Regions from separate parts of the Macaca mulatta genome. Here region 2 is linked to region 1. Evidence: chromatin contacts called from public Hi-C data. All regions are on one chromosome and are shown on one strand. The core of a region is the stretch at or near the end of the contact, and the rest is flanking DNA. Distances in the headings are between cores, read along the strand shown.

The links. Hi-C and Micro-C count contacts between places; a contact is called where the count stands out from the background.
Region 2: a Hi-C map of cortical neurons shows a contact between it and region 1, with 4 times the contacts expected there. The contact joins the enhancer-like site here to the promoter of ODC1 in region 1. A contact is called at or near these places in 5 of 14 Hi-C or Micro-C datasets (cortical neurons, fetal cortex germinal zone, fetal cortical plate and 2 more).

Annotation. Positions count from the first base shown.
Region 1 is chr13:114,363,704-114,369,563 of T2T-MMU8v2.0, reverse strand. ODC1 (ornithine decarboxylase 1) reads right to left here and starts at 2,834. Exons shown (of 12, transcript NM_001198686.2): 1 at 2,727-2,834. LOC114671773 reads left to right here and starts at 2,982. Exons shown (of 2, transcript XM_077960146.1): 1 at 2,982-3,460; 2 at 3,614-5,369. The coding sequence starts at 2,982. The coding sequence ends at 3,440. LOC114672021 (small nucleolar RNA SNORA42/SNORA80 family) reads right to left here and starts at 1,453; the gene lies at 1,320-1,453.
Region 2 is chr13:114,836,663-114,842,522 of T2T-MMU8v2.0, reverse strand. The region is part of intron 8 of GRHL1 (grainyhead like transcription factor 1); the gene reads left to right. Among named protein-coding and RNA genes, the nearest start is that of GRHL1, 24 kb to the left of the region's middle. Within about 2 kb of position 2,137, at least 9 of the 40 cell types and tissues checked have an H3K27ac peak or open chromatin away from gene starts, as enhancers often do. A contact at or near this core is called in cortical neurons, where this site is marked.

The DNA.
Region 1 (5,860 bases), core at 1,585-4,084:
AAACCTTGGCAGTATAAGGACACCACAAATTCAATACCAGGTTTTGCCAAGGCAGCACACTAAGCATTTCAAATATTTGTACCAAAAAAAAGTAGAACGCAAGTTTCAGAAGCTTATCTGCACTTAGCTCACTGATATGGAAAAAGTTTTATAATGGTCTGCTTTATTTCAGAGCAGTTTCAGTTCTTTAGAAACTTAAAATAGCATTATAGACTTTTTCTTTTTTTTTTTTTTTTTTGAGACGGAGTCTCACGCTGTCACCCAGGCTGGAATACAGTGGTACAATCTTCGCTCACTGCAACCTTTGCCTCCCAGGTTGAAGCGATTCTCCTGCCTCAGCCTCCTGAGTAGCCAGGATTACAGGCGCCTGCCACCACATCCCACAAATTTTTCTGTTTTTTAGTAGAGACAGGGTTTCACCACGTTGTCCAGGCTGGTCTTGAACTCCTAACCTCAGGTGATCCACCCACCTGGGTCTTCCAAAGTGATGAGATTACATTATAGCCTTTATATACAGCCATACAAACATCTTGCTATTTCCTACTTCCACTAAGTCTTAGAATGATTTTTACTGACCAACAGGCATCATGGAAATGTCTGGAGCATTTGAGATTTTACAAGTTAATTTTCAGGTATTAGCTGGGTATATACTTCTTAAAAACTGTAATCCTCAAGTCAATTTATCACATTGTATTACAGTTGCTGTTACCTAATTAGAATTCAGTTTTTTAAAAATTTTTAAATTAAAAAAATTTTTTTTTTGAGACGGAGTTTTGCTCTTGTTGCCCAGGCTGGAGTTCAATGGTGTGATCCCGGCTCACCTCAACCTCCGCCTCCCAGGTTCAAGCGATTCTCCTGCCTCAGTCTCCCGAGTAGGTAGGATTACCGGCATGCGCCACCACACCCGGGCCTCGGCTAATTTTGTATTTTTAGTAGAAACGGGGTTTCTCCATGTTAGGCTGGTCTTGAACTCCCGACCTCAGGTGATCTGCCTGCCTCAGCCTCCCAAAGTGTTGAGATGACAGGCGTGAGCCACCGCGCCCGGCTAGAACTCAGTATTCTGAAACCAGCATTGCCTACCAAGTTTAGCAATTCCGGAATGCCAACTGTTCTTACAGGCACTCTCATATTTGCTTAGCTATGAGAATAATTTGGGGCTAACTTCACCAATAAGAAAAATAAGCAAGAACATCACGCTAGTAACAATAAAAGCCACTGTATTTTGATTTCATCAAATGTGACACACTGGTGAACCAGTTTTCTTAAAATTATTTATTTTAACCTTTAAAAATTTCTGCAGGTAGAGCTTTCTTCTTTTCCACTGTGCAACCCACTTCAGTGCCAGCAGCCTACAGGCACAGAGGCCAGGCAATGGTTCGGGGACAGTTTGCTCTGGCATGGGGTACTATGACAGGCCCAGGGGGACGGGCCTGTCATAAATCCAAACCCATGCATGGAATTTGCTTTAAAGCTCTATCTATTGTGACTACTCGGCAGTGTCAACCTCGGAAGTTGCCTAAATCACCCCTCGGAGAAGGCAAGAGAGTAACAACGCTAGCAAAACCATTTTTGTTATAGAAATGGTTATATATTGTTTATATAAAGAATATTTACAATTTAATAATAAATAGGCTTACGCAGACACGGACGGGGTCATTTAAGGCCTTGTTACATATTTTTAAGGCAATGTTCAGGCCTAAACTTGGAAAGTTTCGATTTCTTTTTAATATGCCAACACTTTTTTGCTTTTTCTGTATCTTTTAAAGCGTTACTTAAGTAACTTACTTGAATATATTTTACTGAAGAGCACCTTTTGGTCTTTCTGTAACAGCTATTTAAAATGGCGAATCAATTAGCACAAGACGGTAATGTTAGAAGAGAGAGCGGCTAATTCAAACAAACTTTCAAAAAATGTTCACAAATCAATTAAAGTCTGCCCAATTTTATGTTTAAACAAAGTCAGCCAACACATTCTTTGTCCTCCCCAGACATTCCTGAGAGGTTCTGCCTTCTACACTTTCACCAATTATTTCGGGTTCGCAAACAGCACAATCAGCCTTTTCTGAAAACCTTAGGGCTGGCTCCCCTGTGTACGTCCGTTCATCTGAGCCAAGCTTTTCCGAGATCACCGAGTCATTCAGAGTCCTTAAATAAACACCTCTAAGTCATGGCTGGCCGAGCAGCTAATATCACAGCTACTACAAGACTATCTTAGCTCTACCCACACTCGCGGGTTTCCAAATTGGTGTCATCTGCTCTGTAGACACAGCGAAAATAAAAACTGGAAGGAAACTGAAGGCGCCAAGGCCGGGGCCCCGCTCGTCTGTACCGAGGCGAGTCCGGGCTCTGCGCCCCTGCACCTGCTGCGCGCCCGCCAGGGCCTCCTCAACGGCTCCCCGGCCCGCGCGCGGCCGCCGACGGGTTGGGAAAGGAGGACGGCGCGGAGACGCAGAATCCCTGGGAGGGTCTCCGCCAGGCCCCTCCAGCCCCGAGCTGTGAAGACGGGGGCAGGACGCGGCGCCCGGGTCACCCCTATCCAGCCGCGGGAGATCCCCGGGCCGGGAGGAAGCGGCGCCCCAAGGTCGTGGCCCGTTCGGCGACCACGTGTCTCCGCAGGCCGGCGAGGCGCGCCGCACACGTGCCCGGGGCCCGCCGCCCGCCGCCCGCCCCGGCTCCCGCCTCCCGCCTCGCTCCCTCCCTTCCTCCGCAGCCGGGCGGTCCCTCACCTCAGAGCGCCCGGGCGCCGCGGGCCAGCCCCATGGGGAAATGCAGACGCCGGAGCCTGAGCCGCAGCCGCAGGAGCGCTCGGCCGCCCCCGCCGCGCCCGTCAGCGCCTGGCTCCCGCCCGCCGGAGACGCCGGCCCGAGGTGGCGCCGGAGCTGCTGGCACAGGGGCGGCGGGCGGCGGCGGCGGCGGCTACAGGAGGGACTGACAAAGCCACACGGCGCGCAGCTCCCTACTTATAGCGCCGGCGGGTCGCCATGGAGACGCACCAGCTCAAACCAGCCACGATCGGTTCCGGCCGGGACGCCGCCGAGGGAGGGGCGGGGGCTCGGCGGTGGCCAACCCAGGCCCGCGAGGAGCTGGTGGGGCGCTGGCGGGCCGACGTCAGCGGAGCCGAGCACCGCCCGCCCCACGCGTGGCCCCCGCCCCCGGCCTCGCGCCCCGCCCTCCCCACCCTGCGGCGGCCTCGCCCCGCCCCGCCCTGCGGCGGTCCGCCCGCCTGGAACTGGTCCGCGCACGCGCACGACGCCGCAGGCCCCGGCCCGCGGCCGCTGAATGGCGGAGACTGTCCCTGCACAGCTGTGCTTCCACCTGGCCTTCAGTGCCTCGTGCCCGAGAGCGGAAAAGGGAAATCGCGAGCGGAGCACCGGTGTGCTGGCCACGTGGGCCCCGCCGGGCCGACTCGACCGTGCTGTCGCCCGCCGCTCCAGTGCTAAGGGACCTGGAAGAGATCCCGGTGCAGCTCCGCTCCCACCAGCGAGGGAGCAGAGGCGCGGGAGGGAAGGGGCGTCCCGGGGGTCGCCAGCACGCTGGGGGCACGGCTGGCAGCCTCCCCCACGCCCCCACGCTGGAAGCCTCGTCTTTGTAACATCCGGTGTCCTGTAACTAGATGGGTCCTGTCCTGCGGAGGTGGTTTCCCCTGTGAAGCCAGAGATTCACCCAGGAGCGTGAGGGGAGCCGGGTCCTGAACCCCCAAGCCGCCCACTACCCTCTACTTTACCGGATGGAATTCATCAGTAACTAGGTATCTTTAAGGGCGGCTCCCTGGCGCGCTCTGACAGTTACGGAAGTCCCAAAATGCTTTGACCGAAAACGTCTAACAGTGAATACATAAGGCAAAAAGCCGCGTGGGAAATTCGAGTCCCTAGGAGCGCCCGGGGGATGCCTCTGGAGGTGGACTGCCACTCACCCCAGGCCACGCTGGAATGCCCCCACCAGGCAGGCACTGGACTTGAATTGGGGACACTTTTTTTTTTCTTTTTCATTTTTTCATTTTTTACCATTTTGGACAATCCAGACAGGTTATGTCTCTCCCTAGGGTGGGGATTTCGACTGACCGGAGTGTGGCCGATGAAGAGTTAAAGAGAGGAGAGGGTAGATCTAGATCTAGTCCTGGGTGGGTAGGGGTGGGGTTGCAGGAGCTCAGAGCACTGGCCCAGCCCTGCCCCCAACTTGCTGTGTTCTCTTGGACAAGTTACCTCCCTTCTCTGGGCCTCAGATAACCCAAGAATCCTTACATAGATATCTTTATAGCCACAAAGCCCTGTGAGGTTTTTGAAAAACTTCCTTGGTATCCAAAGCCAGGTCTGAGGTACAGTCAGTGAATACCTGTTTAATGAATGCATGCATAAATGAATGAATGGATGATCCAGCTCTTCCTGGAGCAGGCGCGACTTCCACAGAAACAAAAAGAGGGCAAACGCGAGCCGTAAGCAGAAGTGAGTCTTCTTCCTATGTGAAGGGATGTGGGGGTGGTCCGCCCTATCTGTCCTTGAGCACCCGCCCGGACTAGAGGGGTGGGGGTGGCTCCACCCTTAACAAGCTTAATTCTTGATGAGATTAACCATCAGAACCCATGAGAGAACGTTATAGCTCCAGCGCTGAATGGGACATCTTTGATTCTGTGGTGATGCGGACTTTGTGCTTCTCTGTGAGGAAACACTTTGTTCCAACGACGCAATTTTCCTCACACTCCGGAAGTGTCCTGCACTGCCAGAATTGCCCAGCTTCCTGGCACACCTACCAACCAGTCATTCCCAACACTGCCCAGTATGCAGCCTCCCGGCAGAGGGCCTGGATGTCTTGGCAGGTAGGGTTCCCCTAGCAGCCTGGGGTGGCCAGATAGAAACATTAACTGGAACTGGAGCACCGGTGTGTTGGCCACGTGGGCCCTGCCGGGCCGACTCCGGTCCCTGCTGCCGCCCACCGCTCCAGTGCAAGGGACCTGGAAGTGATCCCGGTGCCGCTCCAGTTCCAGATCCAGGGAGCCAGGAGGGCTCCGACTGGTGCACACACAAGCCACTCACACTGCTGTCGCCCACATACCTTCCTCTCCTGCTAGCCCACCCCAAAGCCCAAACTCCTGCCCACATGCTGGGAAGGTGAGGCCTTGCCTGGACAGCCCAGCAGGGAAAATAGAAGGAGGGAAGTAGTCCCGCTGCTTTCCCAGAGCTCTGCTCTGCGGCTGCAGGAAGACCCGCAGAGGCCCTGGGCAGCAGGACTGTGGACAGCAAGGCCTGAGTGGTGAAACCCAACCACTCAACTGGATTCCAGAAGCTCAGGTGGTGGTGACTAAACCTGGCCTTAATCAAAATGCATGACTTTATTGTCTTTCAATGTATTTTCAGTAAACTTCATCCTCTCCATTACTATTTCTTTTCTTTGGAAAAAAGCAATAGATCCTTGTAAAAATACGTGATGCCACGCACTTAGGAATCACTGTCATGTGGAGATGAGATTTCTTTTTTATTTTTATTTTTCTGAGAGTCTCACTCTGTCGCCCAGGCTGGAGTGCAGTGATCTCCGCTCACTGCAACCTCTGCCTACCGGGCTCAAGCGATTCTCATGCCTCAGCCTCCTGAGTAGCTGGGATTACAGGCACGTACCACCATGCCCAGCTAATTTTTGTATTTTTAGTAGAGATGGGGTTTCACCATGTTGACTAGGCTGATCTCGAACTCCTAACCTCAAGTGATCTGCCCACCTCGGCCTCCTAAAGTGCTGGGATGACAGGCATGAGCCACCGCACCTGGCTGGAGATGAGAATTCTGTGTGTGGTGCTAAAAGAGTAAATAAAAACATCAGACACTACATTGGACATGCTACTAAGAGCTTAGTCATCTCACCTAAGTTCTGG
Region 2 (5,860 bases), core at 888-3,387, 470 kb before region 1:
CTTGCATTTAGAAGGATTCCATTCTAGTGAAGCACCCATCAAGTGTGCCATTAAAATAAGGTGTTGCCACGTTTGGTTCCATTAGGCAGGGACAGGTTTGGTTTGTTTCACAACTTTAAATTTCCAGTGTGATGGGAGGAAGGAGGGGGGAGAGAAGTGAGTCAAACATCCTACTTGCAATTGCAATTAAATGAAGACAGGAGATTTAAAACTAAAGGTATACTCCCTGGCCTAAGTAGAAAAAGATGTCAGGAAGCACTGTTACTTTTAAAATGCAGGAGAAGAGGCTTTTAGTGTCTAGGCAGATCACGAAGCTGACTAGACTGAGCTGGATTATTCATGCATTTCTATCCTTAAACCCCAAGGAAAACCCAAGGTATAGCCGTGGAGGCTTCTGAATTGAGATTTGTTTGATCCCAGGGGTTTTCTCTTACGCAGTTTAACAATACATACCTGTTAAAAGAAAAAATGAAATGTTTTGTACCAGAGTCGAGATAGTCACATTCCTTTATACGGAATGAGTAGTTTTTAGAGTTGTAGCTTGATCAGTATTGGAAATAACAAGAAAACTTCCTCGATTGGAAGTTTGTAGAGAATGCCTTTAATTAGCTGATATAGAATAAAGTCTTTATTTAGCAATTGGACATTTTTCTTTGACGAAGCTGCTGTTTTCGGGGTGATTGTGAGGATGATTTCTCCTAGAAACTTCTCGTTTTTTTTAAAGCTAAGTCTGTTGGACTTTGGCTTGAAGACATGTTCCATGCAGATGTAAAATAAAGTCCATCGAACCACGGTAGAACTTGGAATCCACAGGTAACGAAGCGTACATTTGTCATCGCGCAGGCCGGGGGGTAAGGGCCAAGCGGAAGCTGTCTCTGGACCAGGGAGGGACTTGGCAGCTGAAGAAAGCTGTAGTTTGGTAGTGAAACTTGCGTCTTGTGAAACGGATTTCAAGCACCCATGTCTGTGTAGCCTGCATCTGGGCTGCTACTTGAATTCCTTTTTCTTTTTTTTTTTGGTTGAATTTTCCCCCTTCCTCCACCCTGCCACTGTCAAGAAACAATTGACTCCTCTATAAAACTTTCTTTTTTGATAGCTTGTCACCTTAACCCTCCTTCTCCTAGGTCCTTCCTGGAAATTCTATCTGTGGTAGCTTTCTCAAGCTGTCTTTTCAACCAGTTTTGCTACTTGGAAACTAAAGCAGAGAGCCTGACTGTGACCTGACATCATTAGTAGTAACTGAACTTACCCAGCACAGCAGTTTCAAGGCAGCATGGGGCCTTGGAGTTCAGATTTCTTTTATGTGGAGCTCTTCTGCACGCAAGACCCTCAATCCTTTAGTAAATACAGGGCACTCCCTACATTAACTTAGGGATTTTGTTTTTAGCTTTTCCTTGTAAATGAAAGAGAACTTCTGATTGGAAGGCAGCCTGCCCGCCAGCTCTTCCTTTCTGGCCCATGGGCTTGCCTGCCCTGTTCCGTGCCTGGTGAGGATGGAATGTGGCCTGTGTGCCTTGTGTCACACCTGCATCCAGTTCTGCATATTTCAGAACAAACACTGTACTTACTTGGGACAACAGGTGCCAAATCACTGTATATGCCAAGTGTCCTTAGGTTCACCAGGTCCTGCTTACAGGACCGTGACACGGGAGAAGAGTGTGCAGGTACCTCCACAGTGGTGGTGTGTTTTTTTTGGGTTTTTTTTTTTTTGTCTCTCTTTTTATCTCTGTGACTTTTTCCCTGGCTCCCTACACTCCACAGAAACCAAGCCCATATGTGGGCGGTGTGGGAAGGTGGTGCTGAGGCAACAGCCAGGCTGCTGACTCGTTCTTGTTTTTCTTCAGGGAAACGCCCCACATAGATGTGGGAAGATTTCAAGTTAGTGCCTCTTTATTCCCACATCCCTGTCCTCCCTGCCCGCCTCCTGCCAATTCTTTTTCTTTTTCCTTGATGGTGATTGGATAGTCTGAGAAATAACACAAATGCTGGCTGCCACTGGAAGTCTTTTATTTCTTGGGGGTAGCATTCTTCCCTGGGATAGGCTGGTCTCCTCCCACCATCAGAGCAGGCATGCTGGGGTTCTCTGAGTGGGACTGGGTTCTGCTTCTGAGTCTGTGACTCAGTCCCCAATATCTTCTTGGGCCACATGAATTAATGGAGCCCACACAGATGGAGGACTAGCAGGGGACCACAAGGCCCAGAGAGAAGGAAGGTCATCAGTGTTTGTTTGTTTATTTTGGGTTGGGGAAGGAATGCTATGATGATTATGTGTCTGCCATATCATACTTAGTAAAATGTTCCTGAACAATCTGACTTTGATTTGTTAAACTATTTCCCACTCTCCTGGCTTCAGTTGAATTGTATAACTGTATATAAATGTCTTAGAAAATGGTGATTTCATTCTCTTTTAGTGCTGTTGGATTTGGGGTTAGAATAACTACATTATGGACCTCACATTTTAATTTTGGTTGTTAGGTTTCTATTAACTCTCTTAGAGCAATCTTTTTCACTGATTTAGAGAATTAAAGTAGAAATTTCCCTAGGGTTTCTACATTCAATTTAGTAGATTGATTACTTTCTGAAATGATATTATGCGGCGTTTGACTAAATTGAATTTATTTATTTATTTATTTTATTTTATTTTATTTTATTTTTTGAGACGGAGTCTGGCTCTGTCGCCCGGGCTGGAGTGCAGTGGCCAGATCTCAGCTCACTGCAAGCTCCGCCCCCCGGGTTTACGCCATTCTCCTGCCTCAGCCTCCCGAGTAGCTGGGACTACAGGCGTCCGCCGCCTCGCCTGGCTAGTTTTTTTTTGTATTTTTTAGTAGAGACGGGGTTTCACCGTGTTCGCCAGGATGGTCTCCATCTCCTGACCTAGTGATCCGCCCGTCTCGGCCTCCCAAAGTGCTGGGATTACAGGCTTGAGCCACTGCGCCCGGCCCTAAATTGAATTTAAATACTAGGATGGGTTAAAGTGATAAAGACTCCCAGAGGCAACTGGGCCTGTGTCCACGACCGCTGCTGCTGTCTCATGGAGCCACGTCACCAGCTAGACTCATGACTTATGTGAAGTCAAAGAGGAAGTTTGAAACAGCCTAGCTCTGTGGTTCGAAATGCAGAGACCTTTAATTTCATGCCTCGTGACCAAAAAGCAACCTGCTCAGAACCATTCGGGGTTCGCCCTTTTCTCTACGTTCGTCTACTTCACCAAACAATTTTTCCACAAGGTACTTCTCTGGCTTTCTATTTGTCACTGTTGCAGTGTGGTTTTGAGAAAAGAGCCTTGAGGTTGGAATCAGGAGACTTGGGTCCTGGCCTTGGCTTTGTCACCTGTTTAACTGTGTGTCTTTTGCCATCTATATCTTCAAAGCCTGAGGCTCAGTCACAGCTTGACACCGTCTCTTTTGAGTTTAAAGATACTGATAGCCAGAGACTGTGCGCTGTGTGATATTCTTGTGAAAGGTGAATGTTTTTAGGGTAGGCAGTGAGGATAAGTGCATTTCTCTCCACAAATTAAATTCACTTGTTAAAGTTCACATTCCTGACTACTCTCTTTAGACTACACGGTTAGCATGCTTTATTGGAATTGTGTCTTGGTTTGTAGTGTTGATGATAAAGCTCAAAAGGAGTGGGTGAGTTGGGGATTTTATAAAACTGATTCTCAGTTACTTTCCTTATACCTGCTGTGAAATGAACCTCTGATGGTGATCTCTGTTTTGAGCACAGTGGGTTTTTTTGTTTGTTTGTTTTGTTTTGTTTTGTCTTTTTCCTCCTTGTTTTCTCTTTGAGGACTAACTTGGCGGAAGCAGCCAAGTGTGAACAGCGCTGATGTGGCTGCCGCAGTGCTTCCTGGAGGAATCATTATAAATTCAAGATCTGATTTCTTGTTGGTTTCCGTGCTTGAGAGCATTTAGAATAAAAGTCTGTATCAGTTAATCCTTTGATCATTTAAATCATCTTATTTTGTTTTCCTCTCATTTTCAAACTGAGGTTTGAAAACAAAATTAAATACTTTGAAACATTCTAAGGGCATAAATTATTGGTCAGGAATGAGGAACTGTCCTTAGAAAAATGGGCTAGACGTTTTAAAAGGAATCTTGTAGAGCACCTTGGATTGTTCAGCAGTTTATGTTTGTGGTTAGTTTTTTTCTCTTCCAATAATTTGGGTGGGAATAATATTAGTTGCTCATCTTTTGACATTAATGTTCTAATTATTTGAATACAAATGTTTTCTCTCAAAATAAGTGGGAAGCATGAAAACAGAAAAGGTCATCTTTTGAGTTCTTAAAGTTTTATGTCAGAGATCTTCACATCTTTCTAGAGAAGGAAGGTTGTAAATCTTCAGCCTACTCCGATTCTGAAATGGGGCTTTTTAAGCGTGTGTGTGTGTATACATGCACTCCCATATGTTTTATAAAGGAGGAGTTGGATGTGTCCTCATTCATCGTACTTTTTACCTCTTTCCCATCCTCTGTAAAGATAGTGGAGTGTTTTCTGTAATCACATTGATACTATTTGTCTGCAGGATAGGAACAGTCCGAGCCTGGTTTTACCTGGATTTGGGTGAATAGCCCTGTGCTCTTGCTCACTCGGGGCTCCCCATTAGGTAGAATCCATGCAAAGTGTTAAAACTGAGGAACAAAGTGTGCCCATCTTGTTGCTCCCACTGGACCCAAGGGAGAGCTCTGGCTTGTGTTTCTACACTCGCCTTATATGTATGCCAGCAGGTTTTTAACATTAAACAAAACTGTTTAGTTGCAGACTAAAGAAGGCCGCCTCCTGACCATGAAGCTCCCCAGAAGCTGCACTTCTCCCTCAGAACTTGCCTGGTCCCTCCATGAGCGTGGGCTGTGCTGATAGGGACAGTGTGTTTCCACAGGGGAGCGATGCATGGGCACAGCACACACTGGATGTCTTGCCAGGAAGTCACTTATGCGGAAAGTGGAAATACTCAATTACAAACAGAGAAATACACCTCCTCCCTGTTTACTCCATCATGATGATGTAAGGATAAATTAATGTCCAAGCAACTTAGAGGATGGTTTAGATCAGTGGTCAGCAGATGACACCTCTGAGGCTGGGCCAGCTAGCTGCCTGTTTATATAAATCAAGTTTTATCAAAACACCACCACACTCATATCCGTGGCTACTTTTATACTATTACTGCAGAGTTGGGTAGTTGCATGTGGCCCACGGATGTGAAAATACTATCGGGCCCTTTACAGAAAAATAGTTGCTTCTGGTTTAGATAAGGGGATAAAAAATATTTTATATATCTACTTTGTACTTATTCTTAGGCATACTTATTCAATACCCAGTATGTATTTTCCTCCTTTTATTAAAAGCATATGTTAAGCATATGTTATGATCCAGGCATGAGACATAGAGATGATTATTAAGACAGGGTCGGCCAGGCGCGGTGGCTCAAGCCTGTAATCCCAGCACTTTGGGAGGCCGAGACGGGCGGATCACGAGGTCAGGAAATCGAGACCATCCTGGCTAACATGGTGAAACCCCGTCTCTACTAAAAATACAAGAAAATTAGCCAGGCGAGGTGGCGGGCGCCTGTAGTCCCAGCTACTCGGGAGGCTGAGGCAGGAGAATGGCGTGAACCCGGCGGGGCGGAGCTTGCAGTGAGCCGAGATCGCGCCACTGCACTCCAGCCTGGGGCACAGAGCAAGACTCCGTCTCAGAAAAAAAAAAAAAAAAAAAAAAAGACAGGGTCATCTCAAGGAGGTTGCCATTTAGTGAGGAAGGCAACACATCATGCTTTGTCCTGTGGTTCAGAGTTACAACCTCAGCCTTCAGCTGAACACACAAGTTCACCACAAATGCCAATCCCTATGAAATCAAACATAAC